3 separate regions of the Sus scrofa genome follow, and regions 1 and 2 are each linked to region 3. The links are chromatin contacts, called in public HiChIP or PLAC-seq maps. All regions are on one chromosome and are shown on one strand. Each heading gives the region's core, a stretch centred on a gene start, on an enhancer-like site or on the middle of the called end of the contact. The rest is flanking DNA. Distances are from core to core; before and after follow the strand shown. Region 1 has its middle 240 kb from the start of PARD3B. Region 2 has its middle 190 kb from the start of PARD3B. Region 3 has its middle 140 kb from the start of ICOS.

Region 1 (3,083 bases), core at 113-2,612, 140 kb after region 3:
CAAAACTCACCAAATTATACATTTAGAATAGGTCAGTTTTATCTTGTATAGATTACACTCAATGACAACACATTTTTAAAATCCTTTTTGGGTGGATAACTTTTCACATCTTAAAAAACTGCCATAAAAAGCAAACCCGACAGCCCAAGAGAGTCGTCTCGTATCAGTCTTGCCTATAGTGCATTCACTTTCTGGCTGCAGTTGGATTTGAAGAAAATCAGAATGACATACTGTGATGACAACGCAAGTTGGTGTCAGTAATGATGCCACTATACTTTGTCAGGCCTCCATGGCCTTCATAAGCTTCCTTACCCAATGCGTGCGTAGGACCCTATTCAAATCAACATATTAGAAGTCAACTAGTCAACTACCTGTTTCTCCCATTCATTGCACCTGAGGCAACTACCTCAGGCCATCCTTCTCTCCCTGCCCTACCTGGACACGATGACAGCAGTAAGCATAGTCTACCTCCCTGGCTGGTCTCAGGAACAGGGTGCAAATTGCTGATCATTTTCTTCTGTGAATTATGACCCAGGTGCATAGCCTAGCCCCTGGAAGGAAGCGGCCCTGCCAATGCTCTAAAACAGCCAGCAGAGAAATTAGAGTCCTGCAGAGGGCCTAGCTACTTCCCCCCACCCCCACTCTAATCACCAGCGGGGAATTCTACAACCCCTCCTTCCCACTGCCCCCACCTTGTAAGGGCGACCCTGCCCTCTGCAGACTTTGCCTGGGTCTTTCTTTTGTGTGCCCACTGCTGCAGAGTGGGAGTGGACGGGGCTCCTAATGAGCTTTGACACTAATGGAACTGCGAGACAGTCTGATTATGGATTCTCTCCCTCCCTCTGTACAGACCTAGCAGGAAATGACCCAGGACTCTGCACCCTTCCCCCTACCCCCCCCCAAAAAAAAAACTCTGTGGAAACCATCTTTAGCGGCCAGCTGGAGCTCTCCCCCTTCCCCCACTCCTTTCTCAGTTCGGTCTCCACTTCCCTCCATCATCCTGCAGGTGGCTGGAAAGAAGATTTTATGGCCTGACGCGTGGAGGGTTGGCGCACCGCGCTGGAGAGCTTCCCTATTTCAGGGGAGCAGTGGAGCACAGAGGCGAGTTAGAAATGGGAACCGGGGGCCTCCATCAAAACAGACTCTCCCCGCTTGCTTTTACAAAGCGTTCCGAGGAGGTAGGGAGCCGGGAAGGTATGGTTGTTTTCTATTAGATGCTTAACAACGTGTGTAAGTGGAGGTGATTTACGGAAAAAAAACAACATGTGCTTCTGTAATTTCCATGGTGCGTGCGGTCCAGGTGGAAGGGACCCGGGCGAACTATGGAACTGAGAGCTAATTATAGGGAGAAACAGCTGCTGTCCTCTAATGAGACAGAGCCCCGGCTTCTGCTCCGCGAGGAAGCCAGAGCACGCCTGTTGCAGCGCTTCGTGTACATCGCTCCTTCGTCACAAAATGCTCCCTGCCACACACTTGGTCACCCGCCCTTCTCACATCCACTCCAGCAGGTGATAAGTAATTTTCACCTGACTGTGTCTGGAGAGAGGACTATGTCCCCATTTTATTAACCTCTATGCTCCTTTGATTTTCGTTCCCCTCAAGAGTCCTGCTCCTGACCCCGCCTGTGTTTTCCTAGGAGGGGCGCCCCTTTTCTATCCCCCCTAGAGTTCTTTCCGTTCCTTCCCATTTTTCTGCATTTCCAGAACAATCAGATATTCCCAAAGCTGTCAACTATTTATCATGTGATGGAGAGGCTTACCTAGACCACATTTTCTGTTTCTTGGTGCTGCAGTTTTTTCCCCAAAGCCCCATAAATGTGACGGAACATCCCTTCAAAGTCAGAGCGGGGAGAGTTTAGAGGGTCTGCTAGCGAGTAGAAATGTGACTTCCCACTTAGAGTTCATTCCAAACAAATAGGGGACATGGTTGTTTAAAATGCTATTTTCTTAAATGTGAATAAACTCTGATGTTTACATTGATACTAGTGTTCAGAAGGCATTAAACCTCCACACCCCTGCAAGGAAGGGAAGTGTCGAAGTCCAAATAAGCTGAGGAAGCAGGTGCTCTGTTCCATTCCTCAAAGCCTCAAATGCCCCTTTATGACCAAGGAAGAAGAGGCGATCTGACGTGACCACCCCCCCCCCGTGTATAAAGTATTATTTACTGTGCAGTTGAATTAAAAACAAGGGCTCGCTATAGCAACCACTCTAACAAGAGGCACTATTCACAGGCCGCCTTGCAGCTCAGGGTCTGGGGCTCAACGGAGCACCTTTTTGAAAACCCTTGTGGGCAAACCGGTGGCATATGGGTCTTTTATAGCATCTACCAGGCAGGGCTTTTACCATAAAAGCTTCCTCTGCAGACTGTATTGCTTTGGGAGGGGAAAGGGGAGCCCCAGCAGCTAAGTTTCTCTGTAGTTTAGGATTAGTGGAAATTTAATTGAAAATAAAACACAGAGCCACTGTAGTGGTCCCTGAGAGAGAAAACAAAGAGTTCTTCATGGAGCCAGCCCACCGCACGGCAGCCCAGGGAGGCCGCTGCTGGCCTCATAGGCTTGCCTCCATATGACATCCGGGGCCTGGAGACAAGCCATTTGGTGATCACCCATCCTGTGGTACCCAAGCATTCCTGAAAGAACAAGGGAGCTTTCTGCAACGTGGACAGAGAAGGGTGTTTCTATTAAAGGCCCGTTTCTTCCTACCCCAGTAAACTTTTCTTTCGTCCTCCCCGTGTGCTTTCTAGAGCCTTCTTTGTTCCACCTGATATTTCTAAAAATCTTTATTTCATTGCCTTTCTTTAACCGCAGGGAAAGGAATCTCTCCCTCCCTCTCTCTCAATGAATTTTTAAGAAGATAGAGATATTCATGACAACATACTGTGGGCAAAATTAGGTAAGAAAATAAAGGGCCAAGAGGATTTTTTTATCTTCCCAAAGATGGTGACCTGAGGTCTCTGGCTAATCTGAGTGGCCCTGTTAAAGCTTCCCAGGTATTAGAGATGAACCTTTTTTTTTCTGCTGTTTTTTATCCCTTTCTATCCCAAATAACAGCTTCTGGTGTATTCTGGCATGAACGCCTCCAGCG
Region 2 (3,309 bases), core at 346-2,845, 200 kb after region 3:
TGGATAGCAGAGAAAAGGAAAAGGAAAATATAGAAAGCAAGAACACTTGTGCAAGGCCAAGAATCATGCAAAAGCAGCGTGCATTTGGGAACGAGTAAGAAGGTCCTGGGGCCTGTATTCAGGGGCTGGGGAAGGTGGTGGAGGGGAGGCGAGAAGATGAGGCTCCACAGCTGGGGAGAAGTGACATGTGAAAGGCCCACATGCTCTGCCAAGGAGTTAATTCATTTTGAAGACACTAGAGAGATGGAAGAAGTCTCAGACCAGGGAAGACACACAATTGGATTTCGTTTTTAGGAAGATAACGTGAGCACCAAGCTGGCAAATTGACTTTATGTCAAATGCCAGTTCCAACTGATCGGTCATGAGAGCTGGAAGGACAATGCTAAGAAAGACTATGTGGTCAGCTCTGTCTGGGCTTAGCAGTGAAAGTGCCATGACCAATTAGCTCTGTCTGCTAGGGACAAGGGAAAAGGGAAAGAGTGACAAAGCTGCTGTGTGTTTCCTAATGCTGCCCTGGCTGACCCCGTGGAGGAGAAACCTCATGGAAGAGAAACCTCCTGGAAGAGATCATCATCAGGAGAGCAATGATTTCACTCATCTGCACAAGAGATGGTGGATGTTGGTGACATCACAGAGGTAGAATGGAGCAACCAGAATCAGAAGAGATTTCAGAGGTAAAAGCAGTAGGAATAGTTAGGAATGGATGAGATCTGAGCACTAAAGACATCTCTGGCTAACAAGCCAGAGGGAGGATTGCTTTATTTATTTATTTATTTATTTTGTGGTTTCCTTTTTTTTTTTTTTTAATTTTTTTCTATTGTTATTTCCCCAATACAACTTTTTTTCTACTGTACAGCATGGTATTTTTTACATTTTTTGGCCCCACCCAAAGTATGTGCAAGTTCCAGGGCCATGGATCGAACCTGCATATGGCAGTGACAATGCTGGATCCTTAAACCACTGAGGCACCAGGGAACTCCAGAGAAGGACTGATTTATGATACTGGCGCCAAACCCTCTTGGCTTCTGTGTATAGCTCATAAGGGGGCACGATGACTCAGCAGTTCCGGGAGCTGCCAGGGCACAGCCAACAATTCTTGCCACCAAATCACTTTCTGGTGTCTGTGGCCCTGGCTGCTTACTCTAGCAGTCCTTGTGATTTATTCTCTGGGCAGCTCTCGGAAGTTGAAAGTTCCTCCTAGAGCCCAAAACAGGAAGCATCGCCCCTCACCTGGCCGAGGGGCCAGGAAGGGATGTGTGTACTCTGACACACCAGCAGTGTAAGTTCCCATTATGTCAGCAGTGTTTACCATCCCCAGGCTCTTCCTGTGACATAGGAGCACAGCTAAATCTCTTCACCAGCAGAGAGGAAATGAGTAACGTCAGGAAATCATTCCTTCTCCCTCCAACTCACCCCCCAAAATGGAGACAGACACTGTTGAACTTTCACTAAAAATATCAATTCCACCTAAAAATAAAGTTCCTCAACTCTGCCCTGGCCCCAGGAAATCCTGACCAAAGCTCGTCTTACATCACCACTAGCCTCAGTCAAGGAGCCTCTCTGAGCCACACCCTACCTATCTTCTTGGCTTCAAGTTCATTTGGAAATCAATCCCCACTTGCCTCCCCCTCCAAAGAGAGGGTGAAGAATAGCTGGACACAGTTGTCTCCAACAGGAGTCTTCCCCAGGGATGAACTGGTCTTCCAGAACTCTTCCACCAGCACACACACCCAAATGGGTTTGCTTCCTGTCTGGTTGACTTCCTCCAGGCTCATTAGGGTTTCAGTGTCATTTTCCAGAGCAGGAAAGAGAGTGCAGGAGTGGGACCTTTAGCAGCCACGAATGGACGTGCAGCCGCTGACCTGGAGGAGACAGGGTCTCAGTGAAGCCATTTTTTAGGAAACCATTGACAGGCAGTTGAAGTTTTTGGTGGTGGCGCTATTCCTGCAGCTGGTTCCTGGGGCACGCGGTTTGCTGCAGAGTTTATATCCTGTCTTGTGCTAAGAAGCCACAACTGAAAGCTGGTATTTGCCTTTGAGGAGGGGAGAGGAGGCTCCTGATTGGCTGGATTGATCTAGAGGCAGAATGGGGAAGAAATGCCTGAACCCCAGTCCAGGAGGAAGATTGGAAGAAATGAAATAATTCTGTATTCAGCCCTTAACTCCTCCCTTCCTAGAAGTCTCCCTGATAACTGAACTGAATTATTAGCTTTATTTCCCCAACAAAGAGGCAGGAAGGTCTCAAACAGGGACCCCGACTCCAAGGGAAGTAGTGCTGCATAGTGGAGGAAGGCTTTGAAGTTAAACTCCTGGATTTCAATTCTGTCCTCACCATGTACAGCTGTGTGATGTTGAGCTAGTTACTTAGGTTTTGTAAGACTCCTGATTCTCAGCTATAAAATTTGGGAGGTGGCATGAAAGATGAATTAAAATATGAAATGCACAGTGGTCCATGCATAGTCGTGCTCCAGGGCCTTCCCTATCTATTTTCCTTACTGACTGCCTTACCACGTGGCCGAGACATTTCTAGTGCCGGAGAATAGGACAGGCAGGGCACCATGGAGCAGCACACTCCGTGGGCAATGAATGGATCAGGAGTGGTCGGTGGATGGGAAGGGCAGGTACGCTCAGTAAAGAATCTAAACTGAGAACTGTGCGGCAGAAGGCATCCTTTCGTTGCGAGTTCTCAGTCCCGTCGCCAGAGCCCTGGAGAAAGGGGAAGGAAACTGACTGCAGGGGCAACCAGGGGGCGTGCACATGAGGCCGCGCTGGGCTCAATGATGCCTGCCCAGGCCTCCCTGTCTGCTGGAGCACTGTCTCCTGAAGGGCCCCAGGGAAGGGTTTTGTGGTCACTGCCAGCCTGGCCCCTGGCAACTTGGCAGGCAAAGAGACTCTAGCTACCTCCCCCACCCCCGTGGCCCAGCAGCAGCAAAGGGGCCGTGGCCAGTGTGTCTGCAGCACTGTGATGGGGATGCGACAGAATTTCAGACTATCAGGGGGCAGTGCAGGAGACCAGGAGGTGGGTACAGGATGAGAACTGTGAGGACAGTTTAAAAGGAGAAAAATAAATTAAGTTTGTAGGTTCAAATGGAGCTGTTGAACTGAAGACTTTGGTGATTTGGTGGGGGTGAGGGATGGGCTGGGCTGGGCTGGTGGTGGCTATAAGCAGGTGTCCGTTTGTTTCTCCTGACTGCCTTATGGTGCTCCTTAGTCTGAGGTTCCTCCACATCAGGTCTAAGATAAAGATCAGATTCCATGATGTGCCGTAGCATTCCCCCTCCCCCAAAGATCATCTATTTATCTATCCATC
Region 3 (3,120 bases), core at 523-3,022:
CCGAGCTGTGTCAAGCAGAGGAGAAATTAGTGTCTGTTTCCTTAAATGAATGTTTATGTGGGTCAAATATCTCAACCCTGGGAGATAGGAGACAGGGACAGCACACACGTGACTTGGGGCTTTATAGAAAAGCCAGTTTTCCTTTTAAGAAGTAGTAATGACTCCAGCTCTTCATTTGACCACAGCTTTTTGGTGGGCTCATCTGAGAAGGGACTAGATTGTATACAACCTCCGAGGGAGCAAACTATTTCTGTTCTTGTACTTTCACCTAAAATGAGACATCAAGCATCTTTCCCCACCAGCTTCTGTTTTCTTTCTCCTTTTACACTCTTGGGCTCAAGTCCTGGGGTTTATTTATGAGTCTCTCAGTCCAGCTTTACAATTAATGCTTCCCATAATCTCTTAGAAGGCTCTTGGTGACCTATGGTTTTGATCAGATAAAAACCAAGCAATCTTCTACAATTGATTACACCCTTACCCATCTCGGCCTAAAATTAGGAGAAAGGCAGGGCATTCTCATTTGAGAAGAATCTTGTAGGAGGAGGTGAAGAGAAGCTGAAGACTTTACATGTCTCCATTTAAATACTTTAGCTTCTTTCCCAGATGTGGGGCATCCATGGAAGGCAGAATGTCTTATCTGTCATGCTAAAAAAAATTACTCTCTCCCCTTCCAGCAAGAGTCCTGGAGATTCCAGTGGTCAGATGTCAAGCTAAATGCTCTGTCATCTCTACAGATCATTTTCTCCCCAAGTGGCCTCAGGTGGCTCCAATGGCCATGAACCTGTCCAAAGTAGACACATCTCACTGTCACAGGGCAGCTCTAAGACGTGGGGTGCCTCTCCGACTGCTTGGGGGCCCTGCTGCCAGGGTTCTCTGGGTTTGTGTGCTCTTGGTGAAAGGGGGGGGACATCCTTTGACCCCAAAGCATATATTTTTCATGGCTGGACATTTCATCCACACATCCTTCTCCACCAGCTTCTGTTCTCTTTCTCTTTTTACACTCTTGGGCTCAAGTCCTAGGACATCACTTTACCGCAAGGCATACATTTTTCAAGGCCGGACATCTCAGCCAAGCACTCTCTCCTCCTGATTGGCTCCCATCCACTCCTCTCCCACGTGTCTGGTGGATTCTATTTCCATGTCGGAGGGAGGAGGGACCTGGCTATCACTCCGCAGACAATTTTCCAAGACTATTGTGGTCGTCTCTGCAACTCACAGGACATTCCAGCGGCTGGAATTTCCTCACAGAAGCTATTCCACTCACAAAAGTGGAGATCTCATTGCTGCAGTTCAGAGTTCAGGACGTACAAAGGGGGAGAGGAGACAATAGCAATGGAAACCGTGTTTAACCCCAACAGATGCCTTGCCTCCACTCTGACAATGACAACAAAAACATGAGGAACAACGGCAAATCTTCTCCCCACCCTGGGCCTGATGTGGTGACGGCTCAGCTAATGGTGTCGCCATGGCCACGGTGGCGGAAACCATGTGCTGCTGAAGTAAAATAGGTGCAGAGGAAATGCGTCCCTGTCTGCTGAATGAAGTGTGAACCTTCAAGGAGCCGGTTGACATTTGACAAAAACGGTTATTTTTTGCAGATGTGTGCAACCTTACTGGATGAAGGAAATTCCACAGTTCTCACCTTTGGTGGATCAGGATCCCTTCTAGATTGAAGTTAGTACCAGGCAGGTCTCAGTTAGTACCAGGGGCTCCCAGGGCTGGTCTACTGGTGCTGTGAGGAAACAGATTCCATCTCAGGAAGCGTCCAGCTCTGGGGCACCACGTGTTGTGGTCGGCTCCTTGCTGATACTGCAGCCAAATTTTCTTGTCATGTTTACAGAGATAAAGGCAGGGGGAGCTATGGATTGAACATTCCTTGTCCTGTGTGACAGGAAAACCGGGTGTTTGATCTTGTTTTGTGCTGCAGGAATCTCTTCAGAAATCTCTTGGAAAAAATCTCATAAACCTAGGTTAGTGGCCACATATGGAATCCATTAACTCCTCATTTCTGCTTGTTCTTAGCAAATTTTTGTCTGGTGACAACGCATGAACTTTGAGGTGTTTTTGTTTTTGCTTCACACCACAGAGAACTCTGTTGACTTGCTTTAGTTTTGAGAAAATATTTCGGGAAAAAGTCCCCAACAAAGCAGGCTTGTGGTCGGGGTGAAATAACTGATCGCAAGTAAAACTGAGTGGAATGTTTGGTTTGTGAGAAAGCAGAGTGGTGGGGGGCATTTTTCTTCAGATTTCAGGGGGATTCCAGAGTCACCAATGTTTTGGAAAGAATTTTCCTATTTTCCGTTCCCGATGAAATTGAGTAAGAAATCTGGGTTCTCTTCCTCATCCACCCACACCTCATGGTATAACTCTGGGAGAGTGGATTGTTCTCTCTTGGTTTCTAAACTTTTTGGCTTCTAAACATAGATAAAACAGCAGTGCACTTTTCTTTTTGCAAGACAGCCCATATCTCCAGATTAAAAGGCTTTAAATAATTACTCACACCAATATTTGGAACTAAAGTTACTCGTGTATGACAAAACATTGGAGGATAGTAACTCAAAGAGGACAGGCTGAGAAATTTAGAAGAAAATTAGCTTTTATTTTTCAGTTTAAAGTAATTAATAAACTGTAGCATCACAATCAGCCCTTTCACCCACCGCCAGCATCAGGGGACTTCAAACATTGCCTTTGAAGTGGACCCCCAGTTGGGAGGACCCCACTGTTCGGGCTACTTTATAGTGGTAATATATGGTCTGGAAAAAACAGATGCCAAGAAAATGCACAGATTGAATCCCCGAGCATCTGAAACCCTAAAACTTCAGGGGGCCAAGGAAGGTCCCAGTCTTTTGATTTTTTTTTTTTTTTTTTTAAGGAAAAAAAAAGGCCTAAAGTATTAAATTGAAACAGGCACTTCATTTCTTTCCTTCATTTCTCCCTTCACCTCAGGAGACCTATGTTAAATTCCACTTAGATCATAGCTAGATATGGGTTTGATGGTCTCAAGCCACCTTTTAACTGTATGTTCATCCCATAAATAGAAGATGAATAAAGACGTCAAAATTCATCCATGTACTGTTCTGATGCACATGGCTCTCTGTGAAAGAGGAGCCCGGATGAAGG

What was found. HiChIP or PLAC-seq counts read pairs in DNA pulled down with a chosen protein or histone mark.
Region 1: a contact with region 3 is called in an H3K27ac HiChIP or PLAC-seq map of skeletal muscle, with 3 times the contacts expected there. The contact joins two enhancer-like sites. A contact is called at or near these places in 4 of 47 Hi-C or Micro-C datasets (embryonic fibroblasts and heart right ventricle) and 1 of 2 datasets of contacts at active chromatin or transcription factors (skeletal muscle).
Region 2: a contact with region 3 is called in an H3K27ac HiChIP or PLAC-seq map of skeletal muscle, with 7 times the contacts expected there. The contact joins two enhancer-like sites. A contact is called at or near these places in 5 of 47 Hi-C or Micro-C datasets (embryonic fibroblasts, heart right ventricle, liver and 2 more) and 1 of 2 datasets of contacts at active chromatin or transcription factors (skeletal muscle).

The regions. Positions count from the first base shown.
Region 1 is chr15:107,638,384-107,641,466 of Sscrofa11.1, forward strand. No RefSeq gene overlaps it. Among named protein-coding and RNA genes, the nearest start is that of PARD3B, 240 kb to the right of the region's middle. Within about 2 kb of position 1,363, at least 2 of the 83 cell types and tissues checked have an H3K27ac peak or open chromatin away from gene starts, as enhancers often do. A contact at or near this core is called in skeletal muscle, where this site is marked.
Region 2 is chr15:107,688,981-107,692,289 of Sscrofa11.1, forward strand. No RefSeq gene overlaps it. Among named protein-coding and RNA genes, the nearest start is that of PARD3B, 190 kb to the right of the region's middle. Within about 2 kb of position 1,596, at least 12 of the 83 cell types and tissues checked have an H3K27ac peak or open chromatin away from gene starts, as enhancers often do.
Region 3 is chr15:107,493,644-107,496,763 of Sscrofa11.1, forward strand. No RefSeq gene overlaps it. Among named protein-coding and RNA genes, the nearest start is that of ICOS, 140 kb to the left of the region's middle. Within about 2 kb of position 1,773, at least 14 of the 83 cell types and tissues checked have an H3K27ac peak or open chromatin away from gene starts, as enhancers often do. A contact at or near this core is called in skeletal muscle, where this site is marked.